Regions from separate parts of the Sus scrofa genome. Here region 1 is linked to region 2. A link is a contact called in public Hi-C data. All regions are on one chromosome and are shown on one strand. The core of a region is the stretch at or near the end of the contact, and the rest is flanking DNA. Distances in the headings are between cores, read along the strand shown. Region 1 overlaps LYRM4 (LYR motif-containing protein 4). Region 2 holds the start of RPP40 (ribonuclease P protein subunit p40).

Region 1 (4,983 bases), core at 2,129-4,628, 49 kb after region 2:
GCTCCCGCGTCCACACAGCCTGCACAACTGCGGACGGCCTCTGGCGCAGTCTACGGTCCCAGGCTTGGCCTCATTTTCAGTAGCTTGGCTGAAAACATGAATGATCCCAGGATAGAGTTCGACTACCCCTGCTGCCCCGGGCTTTTCTGGGTTTTGGAGAGACGTGTTTTTCCTGGAAGACACAGTTCTGTGATGAGTTCGCGTGTCTTCCGCCCTTTTCCCCTTTCCTACTCGTTCCTTGCCCCTTCCTCATGCGTCCAATGGGCTGAGTAGGGCGTCAGCAATGTCCTTTCCTCACAGACGGGCTGAGTAACCCACACAACTGCACCAAGGCGCCGGTTAGTGGGGGGTGGGCAGCCAGGGCTCTGTCCTGAGATTGGGGTCCCAGCCCGGCTCCCCAGGATGGGCTTGGAACACCCCACTGTGGCCTCGGTCTTCTGCACAGACCCCACCCAGCACCAGCCACAGCCATGTCGTGTAGCCTTCACATCTGTCTCCACAGCAGGATGAGAGCTCTCTGAAGTCTGGGGATGTGTCCTCTTTTTTTTTTTTAATCTTTTTAGGGCCACACCCGTGGCATACGGAAGTTCCCAGTCTAGGGGTTGAATCAGAGCTGCAGCTTCCAGCCTGCACCACAGCCACAGCCATGCAGGATCCAAGCTGTGTTTGCGACCTACACCACAGCTCATGGAAATGCTGGAACCCACTGAGCGAGGCCAGGGATCGAACCCACGTCCTCATGGATGCTCCTCAGCTCTGTCTTACCGCTGAGCCATGACGGGAACGCAGGGACTGTGTCCTCTTCATGTCCCCAGCACTGAGCAGTGTGGAGTTAGCTTCCTTCCCACCCCCTAAACAAAGAGTCTGAGGCTGGTCCTTGTCACGTGTCCTGGGGGAGACCTCTCATGACCTTGCCGAGGTGGTGGGCAGAGCCAGGCAAGGAGAAAGCAGACAGGGCCCTCCCCCGACCAGCTGCTAGAAGGGAGCCTTCTCCCTGGAGACCACGCAGGGCTTGGAGGCCAGCACTGGGGATTCTGGGATGACTGTGGCTGGGGGAGGAAGGTGGACCCCAGGGATCTGGCTGACAGAGAGCTCTGTTGGTCCAGGAGGGGGTGTCCCCGAGCTGGGACTGTATTAAGAGGACCTGGGAACCTGCTGTCACCACTCTGGCACTGGTCCCCGGGGGTAGGGAACATTCTCCTTGTGTCACCTCCGGAACTGCGGCCATGCAGGCAGGCTGACAACAGCCCTGAACCCCAGTGAGATGACAAAGGAAAACTAACAGTAAGAGTTAAGGGAATCTAGGAGCCAGACAGAAAACATCTGACCCAAACGGCCGCCTGTAACACAAAGCTGCTGGCAGAGGCAGAGGAACAGCGCAGCTAGAGCGCTTAGACTCTGGGAGAAACTGCTGGTAGGGAACAGACTTACTGACGAAATTTACACATGTTGGGAGACAGAGTGTCTTGATGGAAAAAACATTATCTTTTTGCAAATATCTGTAAAAATATATGCTTCTAATTACAAGCATCAGGCTATAGAAGGCAATTGTCAAAGAGTAGCAAAGCGGACCTCCCACACTAATCACAAGAGGGGAGAAGGAATGAAGAGCTACTTGGTAAAACCAATAAAAATAAAGAGGCGAAGAAAAGAAAACAAAGCCTAATAAATAACAGAATGAGATGAAGGAATGAAATCAACTCTATCAGCCATTAAATGAAACGTGGCAGGACTAACTGGGAATGATAACAAACAAGACAAAACTCCTAAAACAAACTGCAAGTGGAGGGATGTATCAGGGTGTGCTAGGCGTGTTCTGGGGGAAAAAGGCCAGTTTGTATTAATATGAGGCGGGGTTGAGTCTAAGAAGCACTAAACTGAACAATCACCAACATCTGCCAAAAAGACGGAGCAGCTGAAACCCCCATGCGCTAAATAAAGACAGTAGCTAAACTCATCAAGCTGGGACTACGAGAAATGAAAGGGGACATTCATCAAAACCCACTCCTGTGGGAACGCTGACGGTCGTCTTCCGAAAGAGAACAGAGCAGAGCCTTCAAGGACTTGGCCAGAGAAAGTCTTAAAAAGCTCTCCACCTCTCAGGTTAATTTACTTCTTGTTAGATTTTTGAATTAGCTGCCTCAGAATTGCCCACAACTTCCTCTTAAAGAACATCCTTAATATGCAGTCCTTAAAAACGACCCTGTAGAATATTTAAGGGCCTGGAAGATAGAATTTGAGTGGAAAAGAAAGAGCTGGGCACAAGTCATCATCAGGCCGCAATCATCACCCCGTCCCGGACTCACACCTTTTGCTTCAAGTGGTCGCGGCCGCCCAGCTGACAGATCAGGATTCGTTAGCGGATCGGAAATTCTGACCTGGCTTAACCTCAAGCAAGTTTCCATGACTGTACCCGACTCTTGTGGCTTTCAGGACCCCCCCGGAGCGGGGAGAGAAGGCATCCCAGCTGGTAACCCCAGTTCTCCGGGATTAAAGGTGAGCTCACCTGCTTTACCTGCTGAACCGACTATCCTTGAGAGACACACTCACTGGGCAGGTGCCAGGCTTAGTGGCCGAACGTCTTGGTTTCCCACTTAATTTTTACCGACAGCCCATCTCTACATAAGGCCCACACCTCAGGATGAGTACATGCAGAAGCAGGGAAGTTTAGTGCTCTGGCTACACTTTCACAGCTGGCACGCGGCTTACGGAGCTGACACAACCCAACCCAGGTCTTCTGACGATAAAACCTGCCATCTTTATAAATATATGTATGTACGTTCACAACTCAGAGCTAAGTGGGCGTAGGGGGTCGGGCGCGGGCGGGGGGGACGACACGGCAGCTCCCGGGCTGGGGACGAACCGAGAAGGGTCGCTGGGGGCGGATCTGGCGGAGACCAACATCTGTCATCTTTTACTACAACACACTTCCTCTCCTATTTTTCCCAGTTCTTGTTTTAGGGCGGCGTCCCGCACCATTCAAGCAGATGCTTCTGTTCTTCCCAGTTAATATTTTACGGAGAAACGCCACGCTAGTCAACGGCAGAGTCCCCGGGTCACCGAGGCTGGGCTGCAAGAGGCCGAGACAGACGGAGACGCAGCTCCCACCCAGGTTTACTGCGCCTCGGCTGCAGGAGCCCCCCACCCCTTCGGAAATGGGAGTTTGGGGCGATGGGCGCTGAGCCGGGCGAAGCACAGGCCAGGTGCCCTGGGCCGCGCGGAGGACTGGGCCTCATGCATCTCTGGCCAGCGGTTTCCGAGGGCGCTCAGGCTTTGCCAGAAAAGGAAGCGGGCCGAGCGGAGGGAACTGGACCGCCCTGTCTGCTCTGATCCCACTTGCGCCTCTGCCAAGGCTGGCCGATCCCAGCTCTCCCAGCTCTCCCAGCTCGGGGAGGCGGATCTTGCAAAGGAAATGGCACTTTCTTCCTGAAGATGGGGGAGGCGGGCCCCACGGAGCTGCTTGGGGACCGAGGGCAGCGCGAGGAGAGGAAAGGCAGCGGGAGAATGTCCACTTCCCGCCCCGAGGGGTCGGCCCGCTGCCCTATTTGGCCCCTTGCCCCAGGTTTTCTGGAGAAGAGGCCGGGACAGCTGCTCTGGCAGTGGGGGAGCGTGTGTGCAGGTGCTGGGGGCCAGTGGGGCCATGGTCCCCACGCTGCCAGGTCTCCCCCCGGATGCCCGGCCATCAGAGCCCTAGGCCCTTTCCTCTCCCAGCAGAACAACAGGCAGGTCTGTGCAAGACGGCCTTCTTCTTCCGATGTTTCCCCAAATTTTATTTTCTGAAATAAGAGATAACACTTGGTGTGGCTCTAGGCAGCTGCTTCCTGGCAGCGTTTCCCCTCTGCCGGGAGGGAGAAGACACGGGGAGAGACCAGCAGGAAGGTAAACAGCTCTCGGCACCGCCCGACCCGCCGAGGAGCGCGAACCCCGGCTGTCTGCCGGCACCCGGGTCTCAGGGACAGCCTGATGCTCGAGTCACACCTCAGGGGTGCGTTTACGTGGTCTGGGGTGTCGCTCACGTGTCACACGGTACAGGTTGTGGAGAAACACAGGGCGTAAACTCCCCGTGCAGACCACTTTAAAGTATCCCACCCAGTGGCACTCATGACATTCCTAGCGTCCTACACCCATCACCACCCTCTGCTGCCAGGATCTCTCATCCCCCCAAGAGCAGACCTCGTACCCATTCGCAGCCACTGCCCATTCTCTCCCCCGGCCCCTGGCAACCACCAGGGGCCTCCACACGCCCTCTGGATTTCCCCATTCTGCACATTTTCAATAAACGGAACCATAAAATATGTGGCCTTTGCGTCAGGCAGGCTTCTTCCACTTCGCATCAGGGATTCATTACTTTCAGGCTGACTTCCACGGCAGGCAGGCAGGCAGGCAGGCAGGCAGGCGTCGTCTTTCACTTGTCCCTCTTCGGCTGGAGGACACGTGGGTTGTTTGTACCTCTGGCTGTCGTGAGTAACACTGTCGTGAACACTTGTGCACGCGTCCTTGTTTCCATTCCTTTGGAGGAGACTTGCTGGACGATAAGTAAGGTCATGGTTACCTCATTTCCAAACGTCAGGATTCGGCAACGCTCCCGGGTGAGCCTAACATCCAGCCAAGCCCAAGAACCCAGCTAGCTAAGATCCAACTACCAGTTTTTATACAAGATAAGCGACCCAATAAATCAGCAAAATCCTGACCCAAGAACAAGAACTAAATTACAAGGGAAATCAGGGCCGACGGGGAGACGCGGGAACAGCCGCTAATGAGAAGGAAGGTCAGAGACAGACGGTCCAGGACACCGGGGTCCCAAGCCCAACGCACAGACACACAAAGTGAAAAGAACTGCATTTGTGAGATAACTGGAAATTCAAACACTGCATGTTTGATGATATTAAGAAATTACTGTGAATTTGTTATAACAATGGCACTGTACTGACGTACTGAAATAGTTTCATATTAAAATGAACATTTTCTCAAACAACATGACTG
Region 2 (5,581 bases), core at 2,215-4,714:
AATTGGCAGCACATTCTTCCTCATGTTTTCGTTGAAGGCAGAGATTCGCATCAGTGATTTTCGAGAAAATGTCTACTGCACGGCCAGCTGTGAATGGCCCATGACGTAATGGTGTAAGTTACACTGTTTCTTTTTTCTTTTTCTTCTTTTTTGCCTTTTGTCTTTTTTAGGGCCGCACCTATAGCATATGGAGGTTCCCAGGGTAGGGGTCTTAAACCCTTTCTTAACGTAAACGGGTTCCACTCACAACCCTCTCCTAAGAGCTCTTGGGTGGTAAAGTGCTTTATGCGTACTTCCCAGTTTGTCACATAGACTATTAGAGGCCAGGTGCTCAGTGTTGAGATTTACTAAAATTGATAACTTTTACTGGTTTATGTAGGATATTCTTTGTTTTTTTATGCTGTTTTGCACTGTGCTTTTTTTTTTTTTTGGCTGCGCTGTCAGCATGTGGAAGTTCCCAGGCCAGAGTTTGAGCCTAAGCCACAGCAACGACCTGAGCTGCTGCAGTGACAACACCAGATCCCGCTGAGCCACAAGAAAACTCCTTATGTGGGATTTTCTTAAATGATGCTGGCGTGGTTTTACCCCCACTGCTTTGGGGCAGTGCAGATGTCTGCAAAGTGACAAAGACAAGTAACGTCTTAATGTCGCTATGAAATAGTTTTGACTTCACATCCCCGCCCCCAAATGCTCAGTGGCACTGCTGCCCAGCCCTGCTGTCACTGAGAACCTGGCACATGCTTTAATCTAAAGGGGGGCTCAAGGCCTACTCGTTGCCCTCCTCCCCGCTCAGTCCCAATTTGGGGACCAAAGAGGTCCATTCGGGAGGGAGACCCGGGGGGCTCTAGCGGCTGAGCTCTGGGTCTCTCGCTCAGGACGACACCCCCAGTTGTCTTCATTCAGTGGTTCGGAGCCTCACTCTATATGTAGCCCCAAGGCAGTCATGTCTCCTTGCTGCTCCTCCAATTCCCCAAGATGCACGTCTGTTTGAGAGTTCCATCCCCCTGAGGGGTCCGACGGGCGCTCTCTACCCGGACAGGGGAGGAGGCTGGAGTCCAGTGAGACCCGTGGGGCTGTGCTTCTCTTTGCTCTAAGGACACTCTCACTCAGCTCGGGGCCGGAGCCGGGCGGCCGGTGGGGCTGCCACGCCACACACACACTGGTCCTGCCCAGCCTGGACTCTTCTGCCCTTTGCTGTTTTGGGGCTCTGGGTGCCTCAGCTTTAAGCATCCTTGGCCAGGGGGTTGGAGGGCACCCCGGGGAGCCCAGAGCTCTGCCTGCCCCCGCTGCTGTCTTCTCCCTCCCTCCATTCCTCCGTCTTAATCCCCGTTGTTACTATTATTCCTGTTTCATCAGCGTCACCTCTGGTTTTACAGCCCCGAATCTTGGCACTATTCGAGTACATCAAATTGCTTTAAGGTCTGATGTTTATTTTCAGTTTCTCTCTCTATTTTAATTTCCTTTGTTTGTTTCAGGTAAAAAAATGTCCTGCTTCTGGGAGTTCCCATTGTGGTGCAGTGGAAATGAAATCAACTAGGAACCATTAGGTTTCGGGTTCAACCCCTGGCCTCGCTCAGTGGGTTAAGGATCCAGCATTGCTGTGAGCTGTGGTGTAGGTCACAGATGCGGCTCAGCTCTGGTGTTGCTGTGGCTGTGGTGTAGGCCGGCGACCCCTACCCTGGGAACTTCCATATGCTGCGGGTGTGGCCCTAGAAAGACAAAAAGACAAAAAGACCAAAAAAAAAAAAAAAAAAATTCCTGCTTCCACCTTGTTTTTCTTGATTTTTTTCAATGAACTATTTTTAATTGGAAAAGTAATAAAAGCACATGATGAAAATGGAACGTGATAAGAGGGCATACAATGACCTCTGTCTCCTGAGCCCTGTCTGCAGAGGCGATGGCGTTACCGCTGTCTTGTGCGTCTTTCTAGAAGTCGTCTGTGCATGTGACAGGCATGCTCTTCCTCTTTATTTTACCAAGAGAAGCCATCCACACAGCTCTGGACCGGTTTGCCTTCTTAACCCCACATCTTGGAGGCTTTTTCATATCAGTGATTAAAGAGCCACCTCAATAGTTGTAAGGGCTGCACCAAGAAGATAAATTATGGACGTGCACAATGTTTTGAATCTATCTCCTTTTTCCCGAACGTGCAGGATGTTTCTGGCCTTTTCCTGGGACAAATAGCACTTTGGTGAAATACACATATACACACGAGAGCCTGGGATCGAGGTCCAGAAGTAAAACCCTGAGGTTCTGGACATATCTTGTGCCTGTAGAGACATATACATATTTGCCGTATTCGATTTACACGACATTTATGTGCAGAGAATGCATTCCTATCTTCTGTATAACAAGTGACTTAAAGTTTAGGAGCATAAACCCTATTTTAGTTTCTGAGTGCTAGGATTTGGGGAGTGGTTTCCACTCGTGGTTCTGACTCAGTTTCTCACGAGGCTGCAGTGAAGATGTCGGCTCGGGCTACAGTCATCTGAAAACTTAGATCCACTTCCAAGGTGTTGACATGCTGGGGAGCTGGTGCCGTTTGCTCCAGGAGGCTGCTTGAGTGTCCTCACAGCATGGCAGCTGGCTGCCCCTAGAGCATGTGACTTGGGAGAAACCAAGGGGAAAGCATGGTGTCCTCCGCAGTCACACGGTCACCCCCGTAACTTCCTGTTGGTACACAGGTCACGAGTTGGTACACAGGTCACCAGGAAGCAGGAGTCACTGAGGACTCTTTTGGATTCTGACTACTCTGTAGAGCAATTCTTAGATTTGCTTTGTGGACACACTTATATTCGGAAAAAGGAAAGATGACAAATTTTAATGAATTTAAGGTAGGCTGATACACACAAAGAAAGTGGTATTGAGACAAATCCAGTGCCAGTTTGTAGCAAATGATCTATGTTGAGGAATTTCCACCATCGTAATAACGGAATGAAATAATTTTGAACACTAGTACATAGCATGGGAGTTCCCGCTGTGGCTCAGCAGTAATGAATCCGTCTGGTATCCACGAGGAAGTGGGTTCAATCCCTGGCCTCACTCAGTGGGTTAAGGACCTGGCATTGCCCTGAGCAGTGGTATGCGGCTCTGATCTGACTTTGCTCTCTGTGGCTGTGGTGCAGGCCAGCAGCTACAGCTCCAATTGGACCCCTAGCCTGGGAACTTCCATATGCTGTGGGTGTGGCCCTCAAAAAAAAAGGGAAAACCCCCCCATAGTATGAAGGTTTACACTTCATATGAACTAGCATGTTGATTCTTGGCCACGTGAAGAATTTGGGAATAAATTAACTTTCACACATTAACGTCTCACAAAATCCCTGCACTCACCACAAGGTAAGGATCTGCTGAGTTTCATTTTTCCCTTTTGAATAAGATCGCAGGTGTCCACACTCTCATTTGCTTTCGACTCAGGCTCATATCTTCTGACCCGGGCCTTTGGTCTTCTGCTTATTGACAGGCAGGTGTTTGCCCTGTAACGCTGCTGTCTGTTGGCTCACATGCAGCAGGAAGTCCGAGTTGGGCTCTAGGACGTCAGAGTCTGGAGGAAAGGTAAACAGGTGGCAGTTCCTGCAGGAGAAACACAAGGCCAGGTGACACTGCTGGAGACAGGCACACAGGGTCATAAACACTGTCCAGCCAGTGCCCCCCAACCCCTCGCGCCACACCGTGTCCCGTCCGCTGTTTACTGTCCTGACTTCACAGAGCAGCGACAATTGATCACCACGGAGGACAAAGTTGGGAGTGCAGCGGTGTGACCACCGGAGGAAAATGCACCTGCTGGTGTCTCCTCAGGTCACAGGACAGAGGTCGTGTGACCTCTGGGCTTGGTTCTTGGGTGGCAGCCCTTTCCAGGCAGACTTTGGGATGTCAACACTGCCCATCTCGAAACTTTAGGTCTCACATCCTTTAGTTACACACTAGCAAAGGGCTCTCAGGACAGAGAGCATGGGTGATGGGAGGGTAAGGAAAAGACAGTGACTAAGTCCACACGTCTAACGCGTACCTACTATGTGCAAAGCTTTCTATTTCCCAGAGCTGATGTCATGATCAGAGAAGCTGAGTATGGTATGTAAGTATTTGTGCGTTGTTTGTCTCCCATTCCAATCCTGAAGCTCCCAGAAGGCTGAGACTTGTGTCTGATTTGTTGGTGGCTGTGTCCCTGGCACCCAGAGCACTAACATGGTGAGTTAATGAACACAGGCACGGCGCTAGCAGTCAATAACAGAGAACAGTTTCGTGTTCTAACATGGTGGGCTCTGTGCCGAATGTGTCACAAAGGTTTTCCTCTTTAAGCGGGCACTCACATTGTCCCATTGTACAGATGAGGAAACCTCAGCTCAGAGGTCACAGAACCTGCAGATAGGGTGGCGCTGAGGTTTAAACTCAGTCATTCTGCATATATCCAGACAAAACCTTCATTCGAAAAGATGCAGGCACCCCTATGTTCATTGCAGCACTATTCACGATAGCCAAGACATGGAAACAACTTAAATGTCCATTCACAGATGAATGGACTAAGAAGATGTGGTACACATACACAATGGAATACTATGTAGCCATAAAAAAGGCCATAAGGCCATTTGCAGCAACATGGATGCAACTAGAGAGTCTCATGCTAAGAAAGAGAAAGATAAATACCATATGAGATCACTTACATGTGGAATCCAAAATACAGCACAGACGAACCTCTCTAGAGAAAAGAAACAGACTCACAGATATGGAGAACAGACTTGAGGGTGCCAACGGAGAGGGGGAGGGAGTGGGATGGACAGGGAGTTTGGGGTTAGTAGATGCAAACTGTTCCATTTAGAATCAGGTCCTACTGTACAGCACAGGGAACCATATCCAATCTCTCGGATTAGAACATGATAGAATCATATATATACATGCCTGATGCAGTCACTTTGCAGTACAGCAGAAGTTGACAGAACACTGTAAATCAGCTACAATAAAATTTTTTTTAATAAATAAAATTTAAAACCCCCTGAAAAACCCCTCAGCCATCCTGTCTCCTGGGTGTTAGTTCAGACAAAGCCCATAGTTCACACTCCAGGAAAGTCCCCATGCTCCAGGCAGAGATATGCTAATTGGAGTGAAGATCCGAAACCAGTCAGAATCCTCGGGGCAGGAGACGGTCAGGAGCATCCCAGGGAAGTGGCAGTAGGGCTATGTATGGGTCTGTAGGAGGGGGTGGCCGATGTTGAGAAACAGGACTAGCAAACAGGACTATTGCCAGCCGATGGGGTCGTGGACAGTTACACTCTGTTTCCTCCTCTGTCTGTACTGCCTCTTTTTCCCATAGTGAGTAAGTGTAGCTTTCATAATAAGAAATATATATATATATATGTGTGTGTGTGTGTGTGTGTGTGTTTATCTTAAGAAACTTTCCCTTAAAATTTTAAAAATACACGTTCCAAGTCTCTAAGGAGAACTTCCTGCCTGTCATTCCCTTTGGCCTTCCTCAAGCATGTTCTATTACCAGTTTTTTGGTTTTTTTTTTTTTTTTTTTTTGTCTTTTTAGAGCTGCACCCATGATATACCGAAGTTCCCAGGCAAGGGGTCGAATCAAAGCTATAGT

What was found. Hi-C and Micro-C count contacts between places; a contact is called where the count stands out from the background.
Region 1: a Hi-C map of liver shows a contact between it and region 2, with 4 times the contacts expected there. The contact joins the enhancer-like site here to the promoter of RPP40 in region 2. A contact is called at or near these places in 1 of 5 promoter capture datasets (liver), 10 of 47 Hi-C or Micro-C datasets (heart right ventricle, liver, psoas muscle and 2 more) and 1 of 2 datasets of contacts at active chromatin or transcription factors (skeletal muscle).

The regions. Positions count from the first base shown.
Region 1 is chr7:3,088,288-3,093,270 of Sscrofa11.1, forward strand. The region is part of intron 2 of LYRM4 (LYR motif-containing protein 4); the gene reads right to left. Among named protein-coding and RNA genes, the nearest start is that of PPP1R3G, 42 kb to the left of the region's middle. Within about 2 kb of position 3,379, at least 23 of the 83 cell types and tissues checked have an H3K27ac peak or open chromatin away from gene starts, as enhancers often do. A contact at or near this core is called in liver, retroperitoneal adipose tissue and skeletal muscle, where this site is marked.
Region 2 is chr7:3,038,959-3,044,539 of Sscrofa11.1, forward strand. It overlaps RPP40 (ribonuclease P protein subunit p40), which reads right to left and starts at 3,465. Exons shown (of 11, transcript XM_021100135.1): 1 at 3,331-3,465. It overlaps LYRM4 (LYR motif-containing protein 4), which reads right to left. Exons shown (of 4, transcript XR_002346271.1): 3 at 3,331-3,570.